Regions from separate parts of the Mus musculus genome. Here regions 2, 3, 4, 5, 6 and 7 are each linked to region 1. The links are chromatin contacts, called in public Hi-C, HiCAR-type, HiChIP or PLAC-seq and promoter capture Hi-C maps. All regions are on one chromosome and are shown on one strand. Each heading gives the region's core, a stretch centred on a gene start, on an enhancer-like site or on the middle of the called end of the contact. The rest is flanking DNA. Distances are from core to core; before and after follow the strand shown. Region 1 holds the start of Top2b (topoisomerase (DNA) II beta). Region 2 overlaps Nek10 (NIMA (never in mitosis gene a)- related kinase 10). Region 3 holds the start of Slc4a7 (solute carrier family 4, sodium bicarbonate cotransporter, member 7). Region 4 overlaps Slc4a7 (solute carrier family 4, sodium bicarbonate cotransporter, member 7). Region 5 overlaps Nek10 (NIMA (never in mitosis gene a)- related kinase 10). Region 6 has its middle 16 kb from the start of Slc4a7. Region 7 overlaps Nek10 (NIMA (never in mitosis gene a)- related kinase 10).

Region 1 (3,754 bases), core at 16-2,515:
AAGTAAAGAAAGGTTTTGGTGTTCTTAGTCAGAATCCCCAAATAAACTGAAATTCCACGGTCTCCAGAGAGCTAATTAAGAACTACATTGAAATGATTTCCGTGTTTCAGAGCTCCCCACTTGGATTCAGAATGCAGCAGCGATTGAGAGGTGTGACCCCAAAGTTTCCCTTAAGGGAAGCACTCAGCTGCCGGAGAGACTCAAGGAAATACTTTCACAGAAAGTTGTTAGCTCTAGCTGGGTAAAGTTCTTCGGTGTGGTGTCCTCCTGTTAGTCACTCTTGGAAGATTGACGTCGGAGGAGGCTGTTGTCCCTTTAAACCCATTGCCACGCCTGACAGAGCATGGCTGGGAGTATGCCCAAAGAGAACTTGTTGAATGCAATTCCATTTACAGGCTGGGTGAAGTCAAGAGCTCTTCCATCTGCCAAAAGCTTTGGCGTTGCAAATTTTATTCTTAGAAAGCTTCCACACGAAAAAAGTCTATTTCATGATGTGTACCTGAAAGCTGAGAAGTGACAGGGACCTGTCTGCATTGTTGGGAGGAAAGGTCTGTAGCCAGAAAAGGGAGTCCTGACCCGTTCGCATTCCTTCCCGGGAACGTTCTCTGGGCACTCTTAGCACCCCAAGTTCCCTAACTGGTGGCACTGAAGACCGCTTGCCCTGTTTAGGGGCAAGGCAGAGAGACGGTCGGTCGGGGGTCGGGCGGATGCAGCAGCAACCTGGGGCCTGAGCGCGGGGTCCGGCTGCTCTAGGCGGCGCACGGTCCCGTCTGCAGTTCGCTAGCTCCCTCCGGGGCCCAGTCCCTGGGGGCGGCTAGGGCTTCCTGCCTCCCTGCCCCCAACCCTCCCCCCCCCCCCCCCCGCTCCCGCTCCCCCCGCGGCCTCGCGGCAAGTCTGCAGGACACAGTCCGGAGGTTTCCACAGCCCTTGTCCCAGGACTCCCGGCTCCTTTGGATGCCCCGGAATGACTCTTGACAGCCGCCTGCTCTCCCTTCTGACGGAAACCCCATTCACTCGCCTCGCTCTCCCTTACACTCTCTCTCAGACACAAACAAAAAACCCAAGTCTGCCTCTCAGTTGCTACCCGCAATGACGTTTTCCCCTCGGGTCCCGCCCCCCTAGGGGCCTGAAATTTTGGGATTGGTCGAAGTACTGTAGTGACAAGGCTGTGATTGGACGATCCATGGTTGACTGACAGCCGGTGACCACCGCACCCTCCCCCTCCCGGAGCGCGCCTGTGTGTGCCGTGTTATGCCGGACTAAAGGGAGGCCACCACGGCGGCTCTGTTTATTGTCCCTCTTGGACTGTGCTCCGGAGGACCGGTTCAGACGCCGCTTGGGCGGTTTTGAGGCAGTGGCGGCCTTTGAGGCTGCGGCGACCGCGGCGAGGACTCTGCGGCTTCGGTGGCTTGAGGAGAAGCAGCGGCTCATTCCTGTCAGGGCTCTGGCTCGCGAGTCCTAGCCGGCCCGCTTCAACCTCGTCCCTCATCCGCGATCCCAATCGCCCGCGTGGGTCCCGGAAGGCCGCGCCGCATCGCCAGCCCTTCCTAGTCCTCGACCACTCTGTAGGCCCGGGCGCCGCGCTCGAGTTTGAGGGCGGCGGGCAGCGCGGCCTCCTCAGCGGCTCGGGCCCGCGATGGGGCGCGGCTAGGAGTGCTGCGCGCAGCGGTCAGTGCGAGCGGCGGGCCCGGCGTCCCCGGAGCGCGAGCAGCCCCTGGCCTGCACGGGAGGCGCTGCCATGGCCAAGTCCAGCCTCGCGGGCTCTGACGGGGCGCTGACCTGGGTGGTGAGTGCGGCGCGGGCGGGCGCATTGTTCGTGGGCCGCGGGCGACGCGGGCGGGGTGAGAGCGTGGTGCGGCGGGCGCCCTGTCAGGCTGCAGTCGGGGCCTAGCCCCGTGTGCCCTTTCTCTCTGCTTTCGCCTCCACCAAGGCTCAGGCTGCTGAACAATGCTCACCGGAAACTTCAGGGTGCACACCGAGAGTGGGGGGACCGCGATAATGCGAGCCTCCGGGCCAACCCTCCATAAGTGCAGCACCAGAAAATAGTGCCCGGTATGCTACGGCTTCCGGCGGCCTGTCCCAGAGGAATGTGCACTTGAATGGTCACTGCGGGTTGCGCCTCCCCAGAAAAGGCTCATTCCGCAGAGAGGGTATTTGGGACGACTTTGACAGCAGGCTAGAGACCGCCCGCGGGATTAAAAGAAGAGTTTACTTACGTCAGCCTCCCGTGTACACCGTGTGGGGGCCCAGGGGTGTCCCTCGGAGGTGAGGGGGTGCTTAAGCCTGAACTTGGAGGATTGCAGAGCTCAGTTCCTGGAGGGAGGTGGACTTAGCAAGTGCAGCGGGAGCAGTTGGAACGCGGCTCCCAGGACAGATCGATAACTCCAGCATTTCACTTACTCAGCACTGAGTTCAGACCAGGGTCATTTCCCAAACAAAACACCGGACTTAGTAGATGAGGCCAGCAGCTTGGACAGAAAATTTACACATTTCAGGGACTTTAACACATCCCTTCCAGAGGATCCTAGTTCCCCGCCTTTTGAACACACTAAGGAACTTTGGTATTGGTTGGCATTTTTGTTCCTTGTTTTCTTTGTTTGGTTGAGGTTTCGATGAGGCTGGGGTAGCAGTCGTTTCTATCGACAAGTGTTGTTTATAAAAAGGATGTTTCTATGAAGAGCAGAAAAACAGTTTCAGCATTTGCAGGGCCTCGAGAAGATACTTTACAGTGTAACTTGCCAGGTACTTATCTTCAAATCTCCAGACATACGTACTTCTAGACAGTATAGAAGGCGAGCGTGGAGAAGAAAAGTTAGATAGTAAGGTAGTGGATAAGTGTCCATGAAAAGAATGATTGAAATTACTGTCCCTTATCGGATACTAAAACTAAACATCTGAACATGTGTGATCATATGCCAGTGTCACTGGTAATTGTGAAGCACTGACATCTGAGAAGTTTGTCTGTAACTTGGTTCCACAATGGCAAATATTTCTTTTTAAGATTTATTTATGTATATGAGTGCTTTTGTCTACATGTACTTCACACACCAGAAGACAGCATCAGAAAATTGTGACCGTCCATATGGGTGCTGGGAATTGAACTCAGGACCTTTAGAAGTGCAGTGAGTGCTCTTAACCACTGAACTATCTCTCTAGTTCCCCCTCCCCTCTTTTGGCAAATATTTTTACGTTGTTATTTTATGTGTATGGGTGTTTTGCCTGCTTGTGCAACACTTAAGTGTCTGGTGCCTAGGCAAGGAAGACCAGAAGAGGGCATCTATATTGTGGAACTGCAGCCACCCAGATCCTCTGGAACCCAGTTCCTCTGGAAGAGCAGCTAGTGCATCTCTCAAATTCTGTCACCATAGCAAACATTTTGTGACACAGTTGGATTGTTTTTAATTCATGGTAGCAATATTTTAATTTGCTGTTATTAACTTTATAAACAATTTAATGGGCACCTTTCCTTTTAAGATCAATGGGGAAACTTTAATTTACATACAAAATTGAGCAAAATTTGTAGAGTTTCATTCAAAATTAGAAAAAATCTATTTGAAACTAAAATAGTCACATTGACTAAATCTACTATAAACTAGATTATGGGAATTACAGTAAAATAGAATTTGATCTTAAATAATATTTCTTGTTGAATTAGGTTATTGAAAAGACAATCACATTAGAAGTCCTCTTTCAGGTTTGTGCTTGCTTTATGTTTCTAGAGCGAGCATCTTTATGTCTGTAATAAAGCTTACAG
Region 2 (3,905 bases), core at 757-3,256, 1.5 Mb before region 1:
CTAAGAAACTCCTCTCATGTCTTATAGTACCTTAAATTTTGTTATGAGGAATGACTAACAGGTGATTATATAGGCTGAGCAGCTATTCAACAACTTTGCTTATTGAGAGAATAAAAAACAATTTTAGGGCATGTCATTGAGTTGGAATTCCCAGTCTCCCAAGACTGGGAGATAAGAAAGGTGATTATTTATTTATTTATTTACTTACTTTAAAATTTATTTTAGCTTTTTTTTTTTTCAGGATAAGAGATTAGACAAGTACTCTACCACCAAACTCTATCCTAGCCTTTATGTTTACTTTTTGTTTTTTTAAACTTTTGATATGGATCTCACTAAGGCAGCTTCAAATTTGCAGTCTTCTTGTCTCAGCCCCTCTTGTAGCTAAATAACAGGTCTATCCACATCATGCTATTTTATTTACTTATTTATTTTGCTCATTTATCCTTACATGAGAAATTGTCGCACCATGTAGCCCATGTTGGACTAAAACTTCAAATGATCTGTTTCAGCTTCTTGAATGTTGAGTCCTGTGTTAACAGACCAGCAAAAAGTGATTTATGCTAAACTCGGTCTTGAGAACTCATTCTGAGCTAGATTAATAGAAGATCATGCCTAGTGGAAATGTTACCTTTGAATACAAAATTTCCCTACAGTCTCCTGTGTTGATACTTGGTGCCCAACTGTGCTGCTATATGGAGAGTCAGTGGGAACCTTGAGGCAGGACTGAGCTGGAAGAAGAAGGGGCCACAGAAAGATGCCTGCTCCAGCCCCTTCCTACCATTCTCTATGCTACCATGAATTGAGCATTTTTTCTCTGCCTCACTTTCTTTAAATTGTTTCTCTCAGTGTTTGTCACAGCTATGGAGACTGAACAGAGTCACCTTAAATCCTGGGAAGGTGATTCATGCTCAGTGTTTAAAATGTTTATTTGTTTGTTTGTTTGTTTATATGTATATGAGTGATCTGCGTTAGAACAGACACACACACAGAAGAGGGAATCAGATTCTATTACAGATGGCTGTGAGCCACCATATTGCTGGAAAATGAACTCGGGACCTCTGGAAGAGCAGCCAGTATTCTTAGCCATCTCTCTAGCCCCCTTGTTTAGTTTTTAAAGAGAAATCTAACTGAAGATGTACCTCACTGAGTGAAGTCCATGTCCATATATTGTAAAGGACATCACCACTTTAACATAAGCATTCACACTGTCTATGCTTCTCTGAGCCTATTTCTTAAACATTTTGCTGCAAGGTGAATCAAAGAATCAGGTTACTATGTATATCTTATATAAGATGCACCGTGAAACTATTCAGTTCAAGTCATTCTGGGATTTTTGAGAGCTTTCAGAATTCTTTCAACTTTGGGGGCATTCAGGAAGAAACCATGAATCACTAAGTCCTGTGTCCCACCCTTGAGTGCCACAGGCCCAGGAGTACTGAGCAGTTCTTACTTACCTCTCTGCCATCCTAGGCTCATCCTAAGACCTGCACTCTTGTTTCCTATGTACTTTTGGTGCTGGCTTTCTGACTGGCTTATTGGGTTGGTCTTTCATGCAGTACATGGAGATCGTGGCCAACGAGTACCTGGGCTACGCTGAGGAGCAGCACTGTGTGGACAAGCTGGTCAATATGACGTGTAAGCATTGTTGCCAGGCACCCAAAGAATCTCGTGGACTTGGGAGAAAGAACACCTGCTGCTCTTATTATTGTTCCACTCACATGGTGTGTGCCTTTGTGCCAATGGTATCACATGTCCCCACATCTCCCCATGGCAGCTCTTTCTTTGGCAAGCATATTTGTTTCAAGGAAGAAGTCTTTCATAAAAGCGACATCTGTTGTGACATTGAAAGAAAACCTTTTGATTTCTGTGAAAATGTCAGAACCAGGGATTTTTGCTTCTAAAATTGGGTAATAATTATGCCTAGCTCATATAATGTAGACTACCCACAACATGAAAAGGAAAACTGAGAATCTCCCCTGAAAACAGCAATGTGGAAGCTGTGGCCAGGGTGTGAGACATCTCAGACATTCTTCTGGCTTCCTCAGAAAGCTTGACCAGTTTCTCTTCCTTCTCTCTCCTATTGCCCTTCACCCACCCCTCCCCCTTGCAGTCCCTCTAGGTGTGGTCAGCCACAGGATTCCTGCTGCTTTGGGTGCCAGCACAAGCCCATTGTACTTGTGTGGATAGACTGGTTTCTCATGCTTTGCTGGTTGGGCCTACGGTGGCTCTTAGGGGCAGGGGAGATGCTGGGCACCAGGATGTTCCTTTGAGGACAGCTTTCTCGGTGCAGGTCTTATGTTCTGCCTGGCCTCCCATCTCTTTGTAAGCTGGAATAATGAGTAGGGTCTTTTAAGTCCATGCCATGACCTTGTAATAAATAAGGTTCAGGAACCTGTTCAACTTTAAATGCACGGGGAGTTTGCTTTTGTGCTATTTGCAGATTTACTATACTAGGTGAGCTTCTAGAGTTGAACTAGGCAGCCCTGTCCTCCACTATTCCTTTTGTGGGTCTCTGCTCCCACTCTCTCGTTCTTCTCTTTCCTGTCACTTCTGAGGAGCCAGAGTTTCATGACAGCTGTTTCTCGATCTCCCTTTGAATGATTTCTTTCTTTAATAGATATTTTTCAAAAACTTGCTGCTGTGAAAGACCAAAGAGAATGGGTTACTGCAAGTGGAGCCCACAAGGTGAGTGGGCCCCTAGAGTGCTGAGGTTCTACATGGCCCTGTGTGTCATCAGTCGCTCTCCAAGTTCAGAGCTTAATACTCAAGCTACATGTCATTATAAGTCGTAAGACTATGCACCCAGCCTAAAATGGCTTCTCTACTTATCTTCTTATGTTCTTTACCAACACAAGGAATCAATAAATGGTGCAGCATATGAAGGTTTTTACTTTTCAATTCTACTCCAGCTGAGTGCATCACTTAACTTTAATGTTAAAGCGAAATCCATCTGTATTGTAAGGTTTTATAATTAGAATAATATGAAATCAGCATTTTCTGTAAGTCAGAGATAATTGAATATAGCAATTTATGGGATGCAGACTCACAAGGTGGTATGGTATTGTAAGCTATGGATTAAGTATTCATTTTAAGGTGCTAAAGATGCAGTTCAGAGAAAGACCTTGGGTCCTGGACTCTGTATTCCCAGGAACACCCCTCCCCCACCACCATACACACACACACACACACCCACATGTCAGTGTGTACCGTAAAATACATGAATGTTGGTTTAGTGGTAACAGACATTTAACAGGCAGATGTGTAGAGCTGATTTCAATAACCTGTTGAGTCCTCCTATCTCAGGAATGCCTAACTTGTGCTGCTTGTGGTCTTATGCTTCTGGGAGAGAGTTTAGGTGACACACAGTAGTTTTCACTTTAACAGACAGTGATTTTATTGATGTTGCTTACAATCTGACAAAACAATAACATTAAGGTGTTAAGTTGGCTTAGCAACAATTTTGAAAAGGATGTTTGTAGAATTGAAGTTTGTGAACCATATCACACAGTGGTGGAGATCAAGGAGGAGTCCAAGAGAGATGCTAACTTCAGCATAAGGAAGTGTAAAGGGATCCATGGGATGAAAACAAAAGTGCATCCCCGCATCCCCGCAGAGCTTTCACAGCTCTGACACTAGGATGTTTGGCAAGAAAGTAGTGGGGGACAGGAGTCTGTGGTCTGAAAAATTGGAGAAAGAGCATTTACATTAATGGGGATTCAATGAAGGCATTCTTCTCCAAGGAAAGGCATGATGGATTAAGCAATTTGGTCCTAGTTATAAAAAGGTTATGTTTTCAGTGGTTTGCAATCTGTGGGTTGTGGCCCCTTTGATGGTCAAAAGACCCTTTCACAGGGGTTGCATATCAGATATTCTGAGTATCAGATATTCACATTACAGTTCATAGC
Region 3 (4,005 bases), core at 665-3,164, 1.7 Mb before region 1:
AAAAGAAAACAACATCAACAAATTCATTGATCAATCAATTATTCCCTTTCATTTTCTTTTCACTTCTCTTCCTTTTTTTTTAAGATTTATTTATTTATTTATTATATGTAAGTACACCGTAGCTATCTTCAGACACACCAGGAGGGGGCGTCAGGTCTCAATATGGATGGTTGTGAGCCACCATGTGGTTGCTGGGATTTGAACTCAGGACCTTCAGAAGAGGAGTCAGTGCTCTTAACCACTGAGCCATCTCTCCAGCCCTTCACTTCTCTTTCTTTACTGACATCTTTTAAAATTATAGTGAGGTATTAGAATGGTACAAAAGAAATCTACATAGTAGAACCCCGAGTTACTTATTTCTACAAGTCTCCACTTCTTTTATCTGTAAAATGGGAACATAACACTATCCTACTCTATTTGGTGTGGTTATATAGAATGATATAATCTGAGTAATTTATAAAGAAAAAAAAATTCTCACAGCTCTGAAGATGGTGGGAGGACTGCATTTCATGAGAGAGACTTCTTCCTGTCTACCCGAATCTGAGAGCAGAAGGTCTGATGGACATTTGTGAGAGAGCAAGGGACACCTTTGCAGTTCCAGACCCATGGTTTATAATGTGCTCATGAACTCCTAAAGGCCTTGTGTCCTAAATACCCAACACCATTGCATTGGGGATTAAGTTTCCAATACAGTTTTTTAGGGGACACAGTCAAATCACACACAAATATACTTTATAGTATTGTGTGGATTAAAGAGGGGCCATATTTGCAAAATGTCACTGTCTGTAATTCTAGATCTTTTCAAATGGTAGCTGTTATTAATGGAAGCACACCTGTTCTTGGACAGTCGTGTGTGAGCCTGCCCTGTACCTCTCTGGGAAATTTAGAACAAAGCCAGGAGGGGTCTGGGACCCAAAGCAGTACCCAGTACACTTTGCTATTTATTGATAATGGGTTAGGGATGAGTCTTGACCTGATGATAAGTATTTCCTTTCATAATCGAATTTAGATTTTCTCAGCTCAACCTTTTATTGTCTTTTTTTTTTTTTTTTTCTTGAGACAGGGTTTCTCTGTGTAGCCCTGGCTGTTCTGGAACTCACTCTGTAGACCAGGCTAGCCTAGAACTCAGAAATCCTCCTGCCTCTGCCTCCCAAGTGCTGGGATTAAAGGCGTGCGGCACCACTGCCCGGCTCTTTTATTGTCTTTATCAACAACCTGTTAACAATAGTGATAAGCACACCACAAGTGACACACCTTCACAGAGGGACAGAAATGTATTTAATCCTTCAATGTCCATTTGTGATGGAGACCATCACCTCCACACCCAGGTAGATAGTAGACAAGCACCCTACCTATAGGGTCGACCCAAGAGTGGGACAGGTTGTGGAACTAGGCCAGTGCAGGGAGTGCACTAGGCAAGTTGCTAAATGTATCCCCTCTTTTACAGGGTCCACGATAGAGTTACCTCTAGGAGAGAAACTTGCAGAGGCAGAGAATGAATCTGGCGTCGTCCTGTTTCTCTCCTGCTTGTAAAACACGTGGTGAGGAGCTGAATGGGGTGATGACCCCATTCCACTTCGAAAGTCTGTAGAACTTCCGATTCGAAAAACCGAGTTCCACTCTCAGCCTCGGTCAATTAAGTCTTTACAAAGAGGGGCGGGGCCTCCGGGAAACTGACCTGGGGGGCGGGGGAGGCGACAGACCCTTCCGAGCTGCTGATTGGCTGATACGAATGTCTGTCTTCTTTTGTCTCCGCCCTACCTCCAAGCCCCTTAGCCACTGGAGGCGGTCGCTCGACGCCGGACCTGGTGCCTAACAGGCAGGGGGCGTGCTCCGGGGGGGGCGTGCCGGAGCGCGCCCCGCCCCCGCCCCCGCCCCCGCCCCCCAGCCCCGCCCCCCGCCCCGCCCCCGCCCGGGCGCCGCTGCCTCCTCCGCGCCGCGTCCTCTGCCCGTCTCAGTCCTCGCGGCACGCCGTTGCCTCTCTCTCCCGGAGAACGTCCCGCGCTCGCAGCGGTCGCCGCACTCCGGGGCCAGCTCTCGGCGGCCAGCGCTCCGCACAGGGTCTCCCTCCGCGTGCCCGTCTCTGCTGCGGTCGCGGCCTCTCAGAGCTCCGGGGCGGGCCATGGAGGCAGACGGGGCCGGCGAGCAGATGAGACCGCTACTCACGCGGGTAAGGAGCGGGGAGGCCGAGGCCCGCAGACAAAGGCGGCGTCGCGGCGGGGCTGCCGGCGGCCTATGCTGGCGGCCGCGCGCCGCCGTCGCCTTTGTGTGGCGGGGGTCGCAGGGGACGGCCGGCTTCGAGCCCTCGGGGACGCCTCTCCCGAGGACGCGTGTCCGCCGCCGCAGTGCCCGGCTCTCAGACGCGCGGCTCCGGGAGCCGTGTTCTCCCGCCGCGTGGACGCTGCCGTCCTTCAGCCCAGGCTGCTGTTCCTGCCGCCGCCGCCGCCTTCAGCCTGTGGCCGGAGTCGGGACCGGCCGTCGGGGCCGGCGCTCTGTGGCGTGTTGGGTCGCAGGCCCAGGAGAAGCACCGTGAGTGCAGTGTCCTCCTCCGGGCTCCATAGAAAGAGAATGGACCGAGAGAGACCCCAGTGCTCTGCGCCGCGCGTCCCCAGTCCAGCCGATCCCGCTTTCCCAGTGCAAGCAGCCTGAGTAAGGGCGGACTTGGGACGCGCAGAAACTGGGCTCTCATTTAAACGGGGGAGGGGGCGGGGGGCACACAAGTGGCCCGTTCTCTAGAAACAGGAACGTGTATGTGCCCTACAGAAGAAACTGCTTTCTCCTTTCAGAGTCTCTGACTCAAAGGATGTGGTGGTACTAATTTTCCTACTTCCAATTTTTACTCTGACCAGTGAAATGGGAGGGAAGGTTGCAGGGATGAATTTTCCAGTCTTTTCAAAACAAGGAAAAGGACATTTTGCCGGTTTTTTTTTTTTTTTTTTTTTTTTTTTGGTAGAATTTTCCTTAAGGCTCCCTCCTCTCGTTACTTTAAAAGTTATTGTGGAGGCCGTGGGCGGTGATCATTCATTACTTCACAGTATTCAAATATAAACTCTTTAAATATAAAGGAAAACTTCGGTCTTAAGACTGTGAAGTTCTGTAGTGGTTATGGGTTTGATGGGTCACAGTGATGAAGTACTGGAAACTCCTTAGGATTCTTTTTATGGCCTTTGAATGAACCTTCAGGACCTTCTCCAAGACTATCTGTCAAATACACTGTTGCTTGTTCTTAACCTTATTTGCACATTTTCAGCTGAACAGTAAACAGTATCAGTTTTCATAAACCTGGGTAAAAATGTTGTATTCTCTATCACAGTCTATTTAGGCAGAAGTCGTCATACACAGTAAGGCTATTGCCATTCATCCGTCCATCCATCCATTCATCCATCCATCCATCCATCCATCCATGCATGCATTCTGTGCAGTAGCTTATTGAGAACTTATTCTGTAGTGTCCAGAGTAGAAGCACTTTTTTCCGATAGAAGCTTCATTCAGAGGGGTGTGGGTGTGTGTCTACAATAAGGGACAGGATAGGGGACAAACAGATGGCAAGGAACTCAGTTCTGGTATTAGTACCATGATAGGAGAGTATTTTGGAAGGTCATACACCCTAAGTCTTTGGGAGAATAAAACTTGGCAATAATAAACTTACAGAAAGTAATAATAGAAATAAGGGGCTGGAGAAACGGCTCTGTTGTTAAGATCATTGGCTGCTCTTTCATAGGACCCAGGTTCATTTCCCAGCACCCACTTGGCAGCTTACAACTGTTTGTACTTCCTCTTCCAGGGGAGATACACCTTCATACAGACATACATGCAAGCAAAACAGCAATACAAAATAAATTATAATACAGAAATAAAATTGCTTCTAGTCTGGAAGCAGCAGTGACAATAGGTTAAAATAGTGGAGAGCGTTCTGCTTTTTGGAAGGTGGAAACATGCTCACTTTACTTTGGTAAGTGAAAACATAAAAATGAGATACTGTGATGTTTGTCAATTATAACTAAC
Region 4 (4,141 bases), core at 1,013-3,512, 1.6 Mb before region 1:
GCTTTTGAGAAAACAGTAAACTAGCTTCCCAATGCTAAAGGGTTGATTCTATATATATTTTTAATAATATTAGATATGCAAAAGTTAAAGTACAAGGTCTTTAAAATATTGTGTGAGTGTTTGTGTATGTGTATGAAATCACTCTTAACTCTCTTAACTTTTTTAAAACTCGTGGCATACCAATGTTCAGATTTGCCAAGCTTTCTCTAAGACATGTAGGATGAAATGTTTTTGTGTGTTAATGCATGTATTTATAAAGATTTGTTTACTGCTGAGAATCACTAACTCTTGTTTTCATCCCCAAAGTGTTTGTTTCTTCCACATGCTGGAAGGCTTGGCTTGAGTATACGCTTTCTGGCTTTCCTTTCACAAAGGCACGTTCAAAATTGTTCAGAAAGAAGAATGGTCTCTGACAGTGAGGTGTGATGCCAGAGCTTTCTGAAGTTTGAGCAGTGTGTGCAGCTCTGCATGTGTGTCCTGACAGAGTCAGATATGTGAGCCATTAAAAGAACATTGTAATTCAGAGTGTTTATTTAAGTAACTTACATGTCTGAAATTTATTTATGTAGATTCCATCATTGTTATCATTTGTAGTGCAAATACATGAACTGTCTTCATTTAGTCCCAACAATTATTTATTTTTAGAAAGTAAATTTAAAGCCAAGCTGCATTCAACTTTTAAAATAGTGTTCTAATCATAAGATGTGATCATTGTAAGGTCTCTTTTAACTTTCTGGAAAGTAAATGGTCAAAAGGAATCACATAAAGATTGTTTTACATTTTTAACCTGTATGTACTTAGAGGGTAAGCCCCAGTTCTCTGGTTTCTAATCATTTTTTGCACATTGATTGTTTCTGTTCTGTAGCTTTTCTTTTGCTCCTTTGGTTTTGGCTTTGTAGGGGTAAGGTGTCTTCCAATGTTTACTATGTTAGGCTTAAATTAAATTTTAAATTTATTGTCCATTTATATAATATTTGATACCTTGGTGTAACTTCTCAATACAATTACAATTTTTATGACATTTATAATTGCGATGGTATTTTCTTTTATAATAAAATCCAAAGTCAATTAAACAAATTGTAGACCTGATATTTTTCATCTATATGAAGTACAAGTCTCTACCTGAGTCTATAATGTGAACCATCCTGCCTTTCACATTTGTTTCCTAATTGTTAGAGAAAACTATTTTCTGTAGATGTTATTGTAAGTTGAAAGAGCAATAAAAGTCTACATATCACGGCCTTGGCTGTTGTTTTTTACCTTGTTGTTAGGAGTGCTGCAAATGTTTTTTGTTTAAGCTGAGGCTGGAGAACGGAAAGTGAGTGGCTTCTGCCTCCTGCACCCAGCTCTTGTGTAAGAGGGGGAAGAGAGAGAGGCCGGGAAGGGAGGGAGGAAGGGGGGGGAAGAGAAGAAAAAAATGTTTTTTATAGTTGGGAAATGTTGAAGGTAATGTTTATTTTAAATGCCGGTCCAACTTTGCTTTCTGTTTTAAACGTAGAAACTTTACCCTGTGGTGTGTTAACATTTTCTTGATAACACTCATCTCTCTGCTCAAGGCCCGTTTTTCTTGACTAATTTTATTTTGACTTGGATTGACTTCGCTCCTGTTTTTCATATGAAGAACTTCTTGTGTCTCATTGTAAAATTGTTAAGCCATGGGGTGAGATGAAGAACAATATAGCTTTGGAAAGTTCAGTTACACTTGGGAGAGGTAGTTTACACTTGCCACACATAGGACTATTGTGACTGTTGTTTACCAGGAGGGGGATCCTTCGCTTAGGGCTGTTTCTTGTGGTAGTGCTTACTGCCTCCCTGATCTACGGTGAGTTCTCTTGTCAGTCTTGTCTTTCTCATTTCCAGTGCTTGCAAAACAGTTTGTGCTTCTGCTTTTTCCCTCCATGGCCCACGTAAAGGTCTTCATTGACTAACTGCATTCTGACCTCTGCAAATGTTTTCAACCACTGAGCCTACTCTCCAGTCTTTTCTTACTTTATGCTATTCTTAGGACTCAATGCATTTTACTTGGCGTAGTTTAGACATTCATTTCAAGATAGTAAAGGAAAGAAACAACAACATAAAATGGGTAAGTCTCCTAGGATTGAACTGTATTACAAGATAATGAAGCATGGCTCAGCCCCCATAGTTACCCTTACAGTGGAGCGTCTGTGGGGTCATGGATGCTTAGTGCACAGTGCATGCTGGAGCCTTATGTTTGGAGTAACCATCTGTCATCCAGAGCCAGGGTGTCATACTGCCTTATGGAGCAAAAGAAAGCAAAGTATTACACTTAGTTTATGGAGAAGTAGAAAATAGGAAGCACATTTGATATCCTACAGAAGACAAAGTCAATCTTCAGCTTCTCACAGTGACTTCCTGCTTGGTAGTTAGGGTTTACAAAAATACTTTGTATGCTACTCCATGACTTCTTTGGCTGTTAGTCGGAAGCAACAGCCTTGAGGTTTTATGTTCTGAAGTTCAGTGCTGTGCTTCATTTCCGGTATACAACTGTACTTTTAAATTCTTACTTGATTTTTGTCCTGGTTTAATTTTTTTAAATATTTTATTAGGTATTTTCCTCATTTACATTTCCAATGCTATCCCAAAAGTCCCCCATACCCTCCCCCCCCCCACTCCCCTACCCACCCACTCCCACTTTTTGTCCCTGGTGTTCCCCTGTACTGGGGCATATAAAGTTTGCAAGTCCAATGTGCCTCTCTTTCCAGTGATGGCCGACTAGGCCATCTTTTGATATATACGCAGCTAGAATCAAGAGCTCCTGTGTACTGGGTAGTTCATAATGTTGTTCCACCTATAGGGTTGCAGATCCCTTTAGCTCCTTGGGTACTTTCTCTAGCTCCTCCATTGGGGGCCCTGTGATCTATCCAATAGCTGACTGTGAGCATCCACTTCTGTATTTGCTAGGCCCCTGCATAGTCTCACAAGAGAGAGCTATATCTGGGTCCTTTCAGCAAAATCTTGCTAGTGTATGCAATGGTGTTGGAAGCTGATTGTGGGATGGATCCCCGGATATGGCAGTCTCTAGATGGTCCATCCTTTTGTCACAGCCCCTAACTTTGTCTCTGTAACTCCTTCCAAGGGTGTTTTGTTCCCAATTCTAAGAAGGGGCAGTGTCCACACTTTGGTCTTCCTTCTTCTTGAGTTTCATGCGTTTAGCAAATTGTATCTTATATCTTGGGTATCCTAAGTTTCTGGGCTAATATCCACTTATCAGTACATATTGTGTGAATTCCTTTGTGATTGGGTTACCTCACTCAGGATGATGCCCTCCAGGTCCATCCATTTGCCTAGGAATTTCATAAATTCATTCTTTTTAATAGCTGAGTAGTACTCCATTGTGTAAATGTACCACATTTTCTGTATCATTCCTTTGTTGAGGGGCATCTGGGTTCTTTCCAGCTTCTGGCTATTATAAATAAGGCTGCTATGAACATAATGGAGCAGGTGTCCTTCTTACCTATTGGGACATCTTCTGGATACATGCCCAGGAGAGGTATTGCAGGATCCTCCGGTAGTACTATGTCCAATTTTCTGAGGAACCGCCAAACTGATTTCCAGAGTGGTTGTACAAGCTTGTAATCCCACCAACAATGGAGGAGTGTTCCTCTTTCTCCACATCCTGGACAGCATCTGCTGTCACTTGAATTTTTGATCTTAGCCATTCTGACTGGTATGAGGTGGAATCTCAGGGTTGTTTTGATTAGCATTTCCCTGATGATTAAGGATGTTGAACATTTTTTCAGGTGCTTCTCTGCCATTCGGTATTCCTCAGGTGAGAATTCTTTGTTTAGCTCTGAGCCCTATTTTTTAATGGGGTTAATTGATTTTCTGTAGTCCACCTTCTTGAGTTCTTTATATATATTGGATATTAGTCCCTGCTGATTTAATTTTTTGAGGTACTATTTCATGTAGTCCAGGCTAGCTTTGAATTCCTGGCCCTCTTGCTTCTGCTGAGATACCCTAGCAGGTATCCTAGAGACTCTTGACTAAATCAAAAACTTTATTTTACCTTTTGTAAACCAACTGTGGCTATTTAACAACTGCTACCTTCACTCTGATTAACTACATAAAACCTGCTTAAGTATTATACATACTTAGGTCGGTAGGGCCCTGTGCCCAAGGG
Region 5 (3,822 bases), core at 815-3,314, 1.4 Mb before region 1:
GTTCCTGTCCAGTTTCCATGCTTAACATGTCAGTTTCACAGACATAACATGTCAGTTTCACAGACATACCTGCAAAACTCATCTCGTGGTAATAGTTCTACAAGTCAGGATGTTAGACTTCTTATTTCAATTGTACATCTTAACCTGCAAAGACAGTCTTAATGCCAGCATGCTAAGAAGGCAATGAGTACTTCATCTCAGATGCTGGAAATCAGTGTCTTTGAGCAGCTGGAGATTAATGCTCAAATGTTACTTTGTAGTTATTGCATAGGTAAGACCCTCAGAGCTGAAGGAATCTGAGTGGCTTTAATTCTCTACTATACTTTATTTAGTTTGTTAAACAAATGCTTTGAAGTCATCATCTAACAACTTAAAAAATTACAATACATCTGTATCCACGAGAAGAGATAGGAAGACTGGGGAGGATTGCCCATCACTGGGGTGCTAGCAGCAGCAGCAGCAGCAGATGTCCCCCAGGCTCTCAGGCAGCCACACTGTGTTATGCAGCAGCAGCAGCAGCAGATGTCCCCCAGGCTCTCAGGCAGCCACACTGTGTTATGCTGCAGCAGCAGATGTCCCCCAGGCTCTCAGGCGGCCACACTGTGTTATGCTGCAGCAGCAGATGTCCCCCAGGCTCTCAGGCAGCCACACTGTGTTATGCAGCAGCAGATGTCCCCCAGGCTCTCAGGCAGCCACACTGTGTTATGCTGCAGCAGCAGATGTCCCCCAGGCTCTCAGGCGGCCACACTGTGTTATGCTGCAGCAGCAGATGTCCCCCAGGCTCTCAGGCAGCCACACTGTGTTATGCAGCAGCAGCAGATGTCCCCCAGGCTCTCAGGCAGCCACACTGTGTTATGCAGCAGCAGCAGCAGATGCCCCCCAGGCTCTCAGGCAGCCATACTGTGTTATGCAGCAGCAGTACAAAGCATGACTCCATTTCTCCTACCAAATCTGGTTTTAGGGACTCTAAATTTTAAGAGAAGTGTGAGATTTTATTTCTTTAAATGGTAATCTTAGAACATTTGCTTTTAACATTTGGGGGAAAATGTTAAGCAGTAAAATGTCAAAATAGAATAGAGTGCTATTTTGGTCTACTATTTATCCAGTGGAGCCCTGCAAATTGCTGGTGCCTTGCTAATATATAACTAGGTAGGGAATGCAGGGTTTTGGAAAGAATTCATATTGATGTAAGTTTGAGAAGACATGCCGACCAGGATTTCTTCTTCTTCTTCTTCTTCTTCTTCTTCTTCTTTTTTTTTTTTTAAAATTACTTTGTGTGGTACAAGAAAAACCATTTCCAGGTTTGAACTGAAGAACATATTATCTTTTCTAGAACCATTTTCTTTTTCAAGAAAATGGGCGTTCTTGCAGGCTGTGTGTGTGTCAGATGTAATGAGTCCATAAGAATGTTTATAAGCTGTGAGGTACAGTATGGCAGCCCTGTGCTAGTGGTGTTGGCTTAGGGATAAGGCTGATACAAACACACCTCAAAAGGAAGGTGTGTGACCCATCCTTTACTTACCTAGGAACAGAACCTGCTTTGCAAGTTTGCTGTGGGAGAGTTGCAAGAATGCAAGCACAAAGGAGTGCTCACAGTATCTGGCAAGCATGAGCTGTGCGTTTTGGTTCTGATTTTATACTGACTATGTTGTTATACGTACTTCATATATAAATGAGCCATCACCATTTTACGTAGTTTTCAATTCTTACTGAAAGATTGATGGATGGGACACTGTGCTAACAGTATTTATCTCACTGAGACACGGTAGCTTGCTTGCACTGCCTATCTTAGGGATGTGAGCTTACTGGAGTGAGCTCAAGTGTTTCTTCCATTGAATTCAGGGGCAATAGACGATCCTCCAAGTTAACCAGAGACTTATCAAGTTAAATAAATAGCAAGACTTGTCAAGATCTCTGTGACAGTTATTCTGATGCCTTCCAGTGTTAGGCTGAGTCCACTGGTGACCACATCTTCAATATGCCTTTGTGGCCAGCAGGATGTGAGGCCCTTCCTTTCACAGACGGCTGCAGTAAAGCTGGGAGGTTGCTAACGGGACCTAGCGCACCACTGCCCTCTGCTGTTTGCTTCAGGGAGGTGGCGCCTTCTGGCAGGAAACAATAGGGAATCACCAAGTCCTGTCTTTCTAGGCTGGGTCTCCATCCTCTCAGGGCTCCACCCCTTCCCTTGCAAAGAGACCAATGCTAAAAACTTCATTGTCTTCTTCGCCTTACATATTCCTCTGTTAGTCCATGTGAAAGGCAAGAATAATCGTGAATTTGGAGGGCTTTGAATCAGACTTCCTTCATGGTGGTACACATATTTTTATTGGTTCCAGATAGTTACAAGGTAGTAACCCAACTGAAGTCCCAGGTGGTGAAGCAGAGCTGAGTTTGATCATCTCTGCAGTGTCCCTGCCTGTCTGGGTCATCATTTGGTTGGAGTTTATAGTTTTCTTTCTTTTTTTTTTTTCTTTTTAATTGGGAGCACTTGTTTCACCCCAACCCACCTCTCTCCTCAGCTCTTCCTTTTAATGTTTAGCTATAAAAAAAAAAAAAGCTTATTGAGATGGAGACCCCTGATAATTCTGATCCTACTTCTTTTGTGGTATTCTTCTCCCAGACTTCACCTCACCCTCTGTGCCACCAGAACTCTGATTTCCCATGCAATTCCTGCCTGCCAAGCCCTGCAATTGGGTGGTTGTTTTAAATCCCCTTTTCTGAGACTCTGCTGTGACTGCCTATATATGTATGCAGTCCACAGCATCCTATCGAGGTCATAATGCATGCCAATCCATGCTCTCCTGGGAATGGTGGCCCCTAGGATTTTGTTTCTGTCTAGCGGAACTGTTACAGGAAGACACACAGGCCGACACATAGCTGTCAAGATTTTGTGTTTCCTGGTCCAAAGTATCAGATCTTCTGAAGGCTGTCACTTAGGTGCTTGGTGTGGTTCCGGCATGTGACAGACGCCTACACATGAATAGAATGTACCTCCCTTGTCAAGGGTGCGCTTTACTAAATGGAATGTGCATGTGCATAGCTGTTATGTGAGAGTGGTATCAGTAAGGGTGACTGTGACAAGATAAAAAAGCAGAGCCACTCCTCTATGCAGAGGATGAAAACTATAGCATATAATTTGCTAACTCAGAGTCCTCCTTAGGTTTTGAGGATGTACTGTTGTGCTGGCCCCATATAAGTGCTTCCTGTAGGGGCTGATGCACTGTGGAGGAGTTGGTTGTAATGGCTGTCCTCTTGCTTTCTGCAGCTCCCTCCAGCTCTGCACCATGATCTGAAGAGAAGGGTTATAGAGAGATTCAAGAAGTCCCTGTTCAGTCAGCAGAGCAACCCATGTAACCTGAAATCTGAAATTAAGAAGGTATGTGTTCTCCATGTAGACACCTATCCATGAGAGATGTCTTCATCCCAACCCTGCTCCCTGATCTTTGCCTACTGTTAAAGGGTAATGCTCAACCAAATGGGTCCACCTTCCCTGTTTCCCATGCTTCTTTTTGTGGCTATTAGCTCCAGGTGGCTGGCTGATACAGCTCTTTCCTTGTAACTACATGTTTGCGTAAGAATAAATGTCTTTAATTTTAAAATATGTATATTGCAGCCTGCCTTTGAAGCATCTGTCCCAGTATTTTGGAGAAGGTTATTCAGTGAGCCCCCTAAATTGCATTTTCTACCTGAAACCATCACTTGACCATGCAAAGCCACCATTTTAATCATCTATGGGGACAGAATGAACTTAGCCCTCCTATCTTCAACATTCTGCAGCCTTTCCATATTTGGGTACAACAAAAGTTTCTCTTCACACACGCA
Region 6 (3,986 bases), core at 572-3,071, 1.7 Mb before region 1:
CTTAAAAGGCATCATAATCTTTCAATTATGAGATGAGTGTAAATGGCACTTTATTATTTAAAAAAAAGTAATAAAAAATTCAAGAAACACCCGTGAATTTCCTTTCCTACTTGAGGGGCCGTTACATTTATTTTGTGTGTCAAGCAAATACATATGTATTTTATTTCTCTCCTAAGTTTTTGTTAGTAAAATAGACAAATATGCATGGTATCTCTTGATTTTTATGACACCATTTTTATATACGACTTGAAGAGAGACATAGCTGACAGCTATGTATGTGGGGGTCAAAGCTAGCACCTCATACATGCTAAGCAAATACAGCATAAACTCTACCACTGAGCAATAGCTACAGCCGAAGATGAAAACACTTTTATTTTCATTTCCTCTTTTTTCTCCCTTTCTGTGCAATGCCAGGATAGAGCCCTGGGCCTCGAAACCACTCAGCAGGAGCTGTACCACCAAGCCTCAGTCTCAGCACGTTCTACCTGTCTTGGTCCTTTCATTTTATTTAGAAGTTCTAGGAACATTCCTGGAATCCAGACTCAGATTTTTCTGCAGAAGTTCCATGGTTTGAACTCTCAGAAGCAGCACTGTGACAAGGAAGGACATTGCTGCTGTGCAGGACAGCCCTTCAGACTGAGGCAGGGCCCAGGCCTCTGGAGTTACTGCAGTCCCCTGGAAATTCTGTGATCTTTATCAAGGTGGCTTTCTCCAACTCCAGACAGTTTCTGGAAAGGATGCGAATTATGAACTATCAGGCAAAGAAGAGTTCATTAATCTGTGAGGAACTAAAAAAAAAGTATTAACATTCACTTTGTCACTCAGAAAAAAAAGGAGAAATAAACAAAAAAATTACAGAAAAAAAAACATTGTAGTAAGGAAAAAGTACAGAATAAAATGAAAATTAACTAAAACTAAAACATAGTGGTATGGTGCCATAGTCACACCACTCTGGGGACCAACTGGAAGTTAGTCTGTGTAATAAGATCCTGTCTCAAAAAAATCAGTTTTGTTTCTTAATCCTGGGCCACAGTTCATATTGTGTATTCTAATTGAATATAGAGATTAGAGGAGCCAAGGTCACTGCTACCACGATTAACTACGAAAAACACCTGTGAGCAGTGACTCAGAGGTGGAACCTTCAAAATGCATTAAAAATGATTGGAGACTCATTCTTTAAAACTGTTTACAGCAGAGCTCATCCATTCAGCTGAACAAGTCAAGAGCATAGAGAAGCTGTAAAAAGAATTCAGATGCTGTGAAATTACTACATTTAACAAATCTGAGTCTTGGCTTATTATTGCATTTCTAAAAGTGAAAAAAAGCTTGTGGGGGTAAGGAGAGAGAGAGAGAGAGAGAGAGGGAGGGAGGGAGGGAGGGAGGGAGGGAGGGAGGGAGGGAGGGAGAGAGAGAGAGAGAGAGAGAGAGAGAGAGAGAGAGATCTTAGTGGTCCTGGCTTTGAAACCCATTCTAAGAATTTTCTGTCATGCCAAGAGCCACTGCTGGGTGGCCTAAACTCAAGCCTGCTTTAAGCACAGGGAGAGACATCTTCCTGAGTTTAGGGAAGTGGTCTCTGATGGAGGTAGATACCAGCAGTCTGAAGCTTGCATAGGATACCTAGAAGATGCAGGCCAAGACCTGCCTACTCCCTCTCCATCATGACAATGGTAAGTCCTTGCTTGTTTTGACATGGAGATTGGCTTGTATCCTCTGAGGTTACCACATGAATCCTGAGGAACTAGAGGAACCAACCCACGCTGAGTTGAAGCATGGTGTCTGGAGTAAGGACAGGGAAGAACGGGAAGTTATTGCTAGCTTCACTAGGTACCCAGGGCTGTGCATGAGCGGCCACAGAGACAGTTTCCTCTTGCCGGTCATTTGGCCCACAAGCATCGAAAGGGAGGCAATAGCAACGTGGAAAGTTTCCCGGTGGATTTCATGCCAAGGGTGTTACTCAGTGCTCACAAAGCTCCATCTGGCATTTACTGCTCAACAAAAGGGGAAGAAAAAGGACCTCTGCCACTTTTCAGGTCACAATGTTGGCAAGGTATGCAAGGGGAGGCAACATGGGGCAGGTGTGTTTGTGTGTGCGAGAGAGCTCTTGGTTCATTTTTACCACAGGACATCAATTATTTCTACTACTTTAGAGGATGTAAAAATCTAAAGTGTTATTTACATTTTTTGTCAAATTTTGTTTACGAACTTCAACATCTGAGGAAATGATGCTTTAATTGGCTTACTTCCTGAAGGGTTTGTTTTCAAACCCTTGACTCGGCTTGCAGCAGCACAGTCAGCAGACAAGCTTTCCTCTTTCCTCCCTCAGAACGCTGCCTGAGTAAGTAAATAAGGATGCTTTCCTCTCTGGTAATGTGGTTGCAGCTACATTTTTTGTTTATACTGTTATTATTGTTATTATTATTATCATATCCATTTTACTGGCCAGGGTATTTCTTGCTTTCTTGTTTATTTCATTAGGAGACCTAGATCACTCTTTGGTCAACTGTTCAACTAATACCTGAAGATTCATTATTGCCAAATTAATTTTGAAATTACCAGCCACTTCTATTGCACTTGAAAGTCTACTCAGGACTTGTTAAACTTTGGTAGATCATTCTGCACAGCTCACTGAATGCATCATAATACTGTCTCCCAAGCATTCTCTGCTCCTCTCTGCTATTCTACCCAAGGGACTGAAGAGGAAACACAGGCACAAAGCGTCCCACCTCTACTCCCCTCCCCACCCCCCACTTTTATGGGGAATGGAAACCCACGTCTTGATATTTGACTTCTAGTCCATCTGAAGATTTGTTCAGCTGATACACTCTTAGGCTTATTTTATTTGTTTTGCAGAGTAAGTTCTTTTATAGAGAGGGGTGTGACTGGTTCTTATCATGGCTCTGTTCACGATAGGCAAGCTATGGGACCAACCCACATGTCTATCAACCAGTGGACAAAGCAAATGTGTTACATGTACACAATGGACTATTATTCTGCCACAAGGAAGAAGGAAGTGATCAGCTGCTGAAAAATTGATGGAACTGGAGATCATGTCTAGTGTGATATCCCAAGCTCAGAAAGATACTTTTCACATGATTTCTCTCATATGTAAAGTGATTTGTTTTTAAAGGCTACGAAAGCAGAAGTGGGGGGAGAGCAGTGGATGAGAAAGCGAGGAACAAGAGAAGACAACAGATGTGTGAATATAATAAACAACGTGTGTGGGAGCTAGGGACAGAAGTATCAGGAAGGCCACTATTTTGTACAATTTATATGTGCTGAATTAAATATCTAGGCTTTGGTGAAGCATACAAGATGTGCACACGTGTAAGCCAAGCAGGAAATGAATATGGGTGCCCACTCCTAACCAAGAAACTACTTGAAATTGATATACTCCAGCAAGAGAAAAATCAATTTTCTCCAATGGAGTATCACTGGGCATATCAGTCACACTTCAGGGCAAGGCTGGCTGCCCAGGGATAATCAGGCAACACTAAAGGAACTCAGTTGTATTTTTGGATTTTTTTTTTTTTTTTGGTCTTATTGGTCTTCTGCCTGTTTGATTTTCATTTTTGTGCTTTTTTGGAGGTTTTCTTTCTATTATTTTTATTTTTTATTCTTATTTATTTATTTATTTCTAAGACACAGAGAGAACATAAAGTTGAGTGGGTAGGGGGTAGGGAGTGGGGATGCACTGGGAGAAGTTGGGACAGGAAAAAAACATGATCAAAATATATTGTATAAAAAATTCTTCAATAAAAATAATTGTGGGTGGGTATGGGGGACTTTTGGTATAGCATTGGAAATGTAAATGAGCTAAATACCTAATAAAAAATGGAAAAAAATTGTAAAATATCTAGGGGCTGGAAAGTTGTCTCAATGCATATCACAAACATGATAAGCTGAACTCAGATCCATGCAGGCAAAGAGGTCTGGAGAGATGACTGCTGCCAAATTGACTGACCTAAGAACTGAATTCTGAAACTTGT
Region 7 (3,722 bases), core at 572-3,071, 1.5 Mb before region 1:
GAATTCTTTCTGTAATCCGAGAAGATGCTGGTTCCTTTCCCAGCTCTCCTTGTTTGTGCATTTCTGTTTCTAAGTTCTAGGAAGCTGCCAGCCTCACTGCGCCCTGCAGTCATGTTTGCTTGGTGTCACAAACATGGTCTTTATTCATTGAAACCTATAGTTTGACATCACTAAGTTACAACAAAAGTCACCACTAATGGATTAGATCGCAAGAAGCCATCCCATCCGTTCAGAAACTCATCCTGTCCCCACTTGCTAGTTGATTTGGGTGCTAATTTGTTTAAGTGCGTTTCCTAAGAAAAAGGGTCCAGAAGAGGCCAATCAGGGTGCCACAGTTTAGATTTTGATGTCACTGAAGATTGTCCCTCCTGTGGGAGCCACCTGAACCAAAAAGAAGGATGTCATGGAATACAGAAGCCATAGGTACGGGAGTGAGAGACCCTGTCTGCTAAGAGGTGACAATGAGCACAGCACAGAGGCTTCGAACTACCAGGCTTAGAGAATGGCACAAGTTGGCATTATTCCCTGTTCCATGCAACTGCTGGTGACACCTTCCCATCCCAAGTGGGAAAAGCAGCAGAAAGGACACTTCCAGGGCTGAGGGACAGACAAATGTCACTGCTGCCTGGGAAGCCACATCCTGGCTACTCTGCTGCTGATAACCCTGAGACCGCTGGGTTGGTGTGAGTAGCAGCTACGTGGGCCCCACTCAGAGGGACACTCAGAGGCACAAACCATTTATAGACATCATGGCAATTCCTCTGAAACAAGACACTTTACCTAGAAACTACATTCTAAATAAATAGTTGGAGACATTTTACACCATTTTTCTTTTTTAGAACTTTCTCCCTCCCTGTGTAGCTGAGGCCCAACCCTGGGGCAGAGCATGCTAAGGGAATCGTTAAGGAACTGATCAGTCCTAAACCTGTCCACTGCCCATTAGGAAGTGCAGCATCTTCTAGCCTGGTTCACAAAGGCATGGAGGACACTGTCTCTTTCATTAACTTAAAAAAGTCATTTAAAACCTTAAATGGCAGCTGGCAGTCTTAGATGAAACTTCAGTGTACAAAAGCTTGTGTTTTGAAGAGTCTGATAAGTGTTTGCTATTTGTTTTCTTACAGCTTTATCATCCCAATGTTGTACGTTATTATAAAACATTTTTGGAAAGTAAGTATGAATTGCTTTCTAAGTAAGGAAACATATGTTTGTTATTTATATACATTTATATTATGTTGGCAGAAAATAAACCCATTCAGCTATTTTCTACTGGCTTTTATTATTAGGCATTGCTTTCTTAAGCAGTAAAATAATTTTTTAATTGATGACCTGAGAATACTTAAAATATTTTGATCTGTATTATATAGAGGCACAGTGTGAATAAACAAAAATAATTAAATTATTGTACAGAAAAGGAACTGTAGAAGAAAAAGAGAAAAGAGAACTAAAGCATGATGTTTTATTTTTCTTTTTGCAAGCTCACAGCAGCATCTAGTGGCATTTTCCACCCCTAATAAAATGGATTGGACTCCGCCTTCAAGGTTTTTTTTTTTTTTTCTCACAAATTTCAGTAGATGCCACCAGGTGGCGCCAGAGTCCTGGCTGAGCCTGCAGGCTGGCTGGCTTGTTTCCTGCTTGTGGGATGGAGAGCACAGTCAAACAAAGCCAAACTCAGTCGCTTGTTTACAAGTGAAGGAAGTATTGAACTTAACCATCTGTAGCATAAAATCCTGAAGTATTAGCCGGGCATGGTGACTCAGTCCTTTAATCCCAGCACTTGAGAGGCAGAGGCCGACTGTGTGTGTTTGAGGACAACCTGATCTACATAGTGAGTTTCAGGCTGGGCATGGCTGCATAGAGAGACCCTGTCTCAATACTAAACAGAAGCTGTTCTGTATGCAGCTCAATTGCTATGTTTTTACCCATTTCCCTTCTTTAAGTGATTTAGATGGACTCCTTCCTCCTTACGTGCTAGTTCTTAATATCGGGATTATTCCTGTAATTAAAGCTATCAGATTTAGTTCCTGACTTAGACTGAAGTAAGTACAAGTCATTACAAAAACAAAACACTTAACCTGACGACTTCCAAAATAAATTGAAGGAAACTTAAAATATGTATAATATTACCAAGTTATAAACTATGATGAAGAAGACTATAATTTGAGAAAATGAAAACAAACAGCTAAGCATAGTGCAGGCAATATGTATTTCTTGGAATGGTGAAACTTGGGAATCTATAAATGTCCGTAAGAGAGATGCTATATGGTTTATTCATTTTTGCAATCCTGTGAAAGGCAACAGGAAGAACAGTGTGCTTACATTCATGCTGCAGTGTGAGACTGGTGGAGAAGCCAGTGGGCAGGATGGGAGATGTCTGTCCTTTGCAGGCAGATTGTGTATGTGTGTATTTTGTGTATGTCCAACAGTCAGAAAAGACACATGTCACATATCATTATTAGTAGTTCAAATTGGCTTTAAAGGAGTGTATTCAGAGAACAAAAACAGCAACAAGAAAACCAAAAACCCAAACAGTGCTAAACCCTTGTAAACCCTAACATAAAATCAGAGTCCAGGTCTCTCTACTCGAGAGGGGCCTAGCAGTAATCTCTGTCATGGGTAGGTGCTTTAGTCTGTGTTATTGCAACATCATAGCGTGATCCGTGGGTAAGTTTGTATGACATAATCTATGTCACCATACAAAATGCAATTTATAATGCGGTTTTCTGAACGTCTTATTTGATCCGAGGTACTAAGAGGCAGGCCTCGTGACTTGAGACAGTTGGCTTACTGTCTTTGACATGGTTCAGGCATTCTATGGTATAAGCAGAAAATGATTATGCTTGCCAGAGAGGAGAAAGTCTGGAGTCAGAGGAAGTTGCTGCTAGGCTGTGACTGCCCCAAGGGCAGCTCTGTGCTCTGCCAGCATTCAGTGGATCCTGACACTAAGTTTTCCGTTTTGTGCTCCAACACTCCTTGGAAAGCCCGGGTTCTAATTTGTGAAGGTTTTCCAGGGCTTTATACTGACTTTACATTTCTGTGACTCCTTTTTGCTTTTGCATAGATGACAGGTTGTATATCGTTATGGAGCTGATAGAAGGAGCCCCACTTGGAGAGCACTTTAATTCTTTGAAGGAAAAACATCACCATTTCAGTGAAGAGCGACTGTGGAAAATATTTATACAGGTACACTACACCCTTCATTGAAATTTTCTTTATACAACAAAGTTCTGAGCTACCTTAGAGATACACTGTTGGTTACGTATATGGCAGGAATCAAATTTGCTTCCATTCTTGTTTCAAGCTGTGCTTAGCTCTTCGGTATCTGCACAAGGAGAAGAGGATTGTTCACAGAGATCTCACGCCAAACAACATTATGCTGGGAGATAAGGACAAAGTGACAGTTAGTAAGTATAAAAGTCTTCAACTTTTTAACTGAAGAAGTTCTGAATGTCAGTTGAGAAATGCACCCCATTTCAGAGTGGTGGTGCTTGTCAGTAGAACTTTTGGCATAGATGGAAATGTTTTCTCTGAGTTGTCCAGTGGAGTGAGTAAGCACTAGCCACATGATACTCTTGGGCAAGTGGAATGTGGCCCCTGTGGCTGAGGAAATGAACTTTTATATTTCATTAACTTTTGAGCTGGGTATTGGTTTGCACACATTGGAAGGTGGAGGCAGATGGATCTGGAGTTCAAGGCCAATTTCAGTGACATAGTAAGTTGGTGCT

What was found. Promoter capture Hi-C pulls out the DNA fragments that hold promoters and counts their contacts. A called contact is a pair of places that touch in the nucleus more often than the background predicts. HiCAR-type assays count read pairs that join an accessible place to other places. HiChIP or PLAC-seq counts read pairs in DNA pulled down with a chosen protein or histone mark.
Region 2: a promoter capture Hi-C map of hippocampal neurons shows a contact between it and region 1, with 4 times the contacts expected there. The contact joins the enhancer-like site here to the promoter of Top2b in region 1. A contact is called at or near these places in 6 of 39 promoter capture datasets (the 3T3-L1 cell line, the C10 cell line, cranial neural crest and 3 more), 4 of 484 Hi-C or Micro-C datasets (embryonic fibroblasts, embryonic stem cells and regulatory T cells), 8 of 115 datasets of contacts at active chromatin or transcription factors (T-cell acute lymphoblastic leukemia, VIP interneurons, differentiating embryonic stem cells and 5 more) and 2 of 9 other capture datasets (adipose tissue and liver).
Region 3: a HiCAR-type map of astrocytes shows a contact between it and region 1, with 8 times the contacts expected there. The contact joins the promoter of Slc4a7 here to the promoter of Top2b in region 1. A contact is called at or near these places in 9 of 39 promoter capture datasets (the C10 cell line, cranial neural crest, hippocampal neurons and 6 more), 11 of 484 Hi-C or Micro-C datasets (B cells, CD4 T cells, cerebellum and 5 more), 7 of 115 datasets of contacts at active chromatin or transcription factors (astrocytes, double positive thymocytes, large pre-B cells and 4 more) and 2 of 9 other capture datasets (adipose tissue and liver).
Region 4: a promoter capture Hi-C map of neutrophils shows a contact between it and region 1, with 7 times the contacts expected there. The contact joins the enhancer-like site here to the promoter of Top2b in region 1. A contact is called at or near these places in 4 of 39 promoter capture datasets (hippocampal neurons, liver, neutrophils and 1 more), 5 of 115 datasets of contacts at active chromatin or transcription factors (acute myeloid leukemia, astrocytes, large pre-B cells and 1 more) and 1 of 9 other capture datasets (liver).
Region 5: a contact with region 1 is called in a Hi-C map of stem cell-derived neural stem cells, with 2.4 times the contacts expected there. The contact joins the enhancer-like site here to the promoter of Top2b in region 1. A contact is called at or near these places in 9 of 39 promoter capture datasets (the 3T3-L1 cell line, the C10 cell line, cranial neural crest and 5 more), 5 of 484 Hi-C or Micro-C datasets (adipose-derived mesenchymal stem cells, cerebellar granule neurons, cerebellum and 2 more) and 8 of 115 datasets of contacts at active chromatin or transcription factors (SST interneurons, astrocytes, embryonic forebrain and 5 more).
Region 6: a contact with region 1 is called in a promoter capture Hi-C map of pre-B cells. The contact joins the enhancer-like site here to the promoter of Top2b in region 1. A contact is called at or near these places in 6 of 39 promoter capture datasets (the 3T3-L1 cell line, the C10 cell line, liver and 3 more), 1 of 484 Hi-C or Micro-C datasets (B cells), 3 of 115 datasets of contacts at active chromatin or transcription factors (forebrain, large pre-B cells and stem cell-derived neural progenitor cells) and 1 of 9 other capture datasets (adipose tissue).
Region 7: an H3K27ac HiChIP or PLAC-seq map of double positive thymocytes shows a contact between it and region 1, with 13 times the contacts expected there. The contact joins the enhancer-like site here to the promoter of Top2b in region 1. A contact is called at or near these places in 14 of 39 promoter capture datasets (the 3T3-L1 cell line, 3T3-L1-derived adipocytes, the C10 cell line and 8 more), 2 of 15 datasets of contacts at CTCF or cohesin (large pre-B cells and pro-B cells), 29 of 484 Hi-C or Micro-C datasets (the Ba/F3 cell line, the C10 cell line, CD4 T cells and 20 more), 14 of 115 datasets of contacts at active chromatin or transcription factors (VIP interneurons, astrocytes, differentiating embryonic stem cells and 10 more) and 2 of 9 other capture datasets (adipose tissue and liver).

The regions. Positions count from the first base shown.
Region 1 is chr14:16,363,941-16,367,694 of GRCm38.p6, forward strand. Top2b (topoisomerase (DNA) II beta) reads left to right here and starts at 1,266. Exons shown (of 36, transcript NM_009409.2): 1 at 1,266-1,786. The coding sequence starts at 1,739.
Region 2 is chr14:14,841,230-14,845,134 of GRCm38.p6, forward strand. Nek10 (NIMA (never in mitosis gene a)- related kinase 10) reads left to right here. Exons shown (of 35, transcript NM_001195229.1): 7 at 1,557-1,635; 8 at 2,618-2,685. Among named protein-coding and RNA genes, the nearest start is that of Nek10, 22 kb to the left of the region's middle. Within about 2 kb of position 2,007, at least 32 of the 459 cell types and tissues checked have an H3K27ac peak or open chromatin away from gene starts, as enhancers often do. A contact at or near this core is called in hippocampal neurons, where this site is marked.
Region 3 is chr14:14,701,111-14,705,115 of GRCm38.p6, forward strand. It overlaps Slc4a7 (solute carrier family 4, sodium bicarbonate cotransporter, member 7), which reads left to right and starts at 1,915. Exons shown (of 26, transcript NM_001360504.1): 1 at 1,915-2,170. The coding sequence starts at 2,123.
Region 4 is chr14:14,798,704-14,802,844 of GRCm38.p6, forward strand. It overlaps Slc4a7 (solute carrier family 4, sodium bicarbonate cotransporter, member 7), which reads left to right. Exons shown (of 26, transcript NM_001360504.1): 26 at 1-1,240. Among named protein-coding and RNA genes, the nearest start is that of Nek10, 20 kb to the right of the region's middle. Within about 2 kb of position 2,263, at least 42 of the 459 cell types and tissues checked have an H3K27ac peak or open chromatin away from gene starts, as enhancers often do. A contact at or near this core is called in acute myeloid leukemia and neutrophils, where this site is marked.
Region 5 is chr14:14,983,402-14,987,223 of GRCm38.p6, forward strand. It overlaps Nek10 (NIMA (never in mitosis gene a)- related kinase 10), which reads left to right. Exons shown (of 35, transcript NM_001195229.1): 31 at 3,266-3,376. Among named protein-coding and RNA genes, the nearest start is that of Gm46441, 42 kb to the right of the region's middle. Within about 2 kb of position 2,065, at least 15 of the 459 cell types and tissues checked have an H3K27ac peak or open chromatin away from gene starts, as enhancers often do. A contact at or near this core is called in stem cell-derived neural stem cells, where this site is marked.
Region 6 is chr14:14,684,545-14,688,530 of GRCm38.p6, forward strand. No RefSeq gene overlaps it. Among named protein-coding and RNA genes, the nearest start is that of Slc4a7, 16 kb to the right of the region's middle. Within about 2 kb of position 1,822, at least 56 of the 459 cell types and tissues checked have an H3K27ac peak or open chromatin away from gene starts, as enhancers often do. A contact at or near this core is called in B cells, adipose tissue and pre-B cells, where this site is marked.
Region 7 is chr14:14,862,335-14,866,056 of GRCm38.p6, forward strand. It overlaps Nek10 (NIMA (never in mitosis gene a)- related kinase 10), which reads left to right. Exons shown (of 35, transcript NM_001195229.1): 19 at 1,122-1,167; 20 at 3,059-3,180; 21 at 3,299-3,401. Among named protein-coding and RNA genes, the nearest start is that of Nek10, 43 kb to the left of the region's middle. Within about 2 kb of position 1,822, at least 64 of the 459 cell types and tissues checked have an H3K27ac peak or open chromatin away from gene starts, as enhancers often do. A contact at or near this core is called in brain, cerebellum, cortical neurons and 10 more, where this site is marked.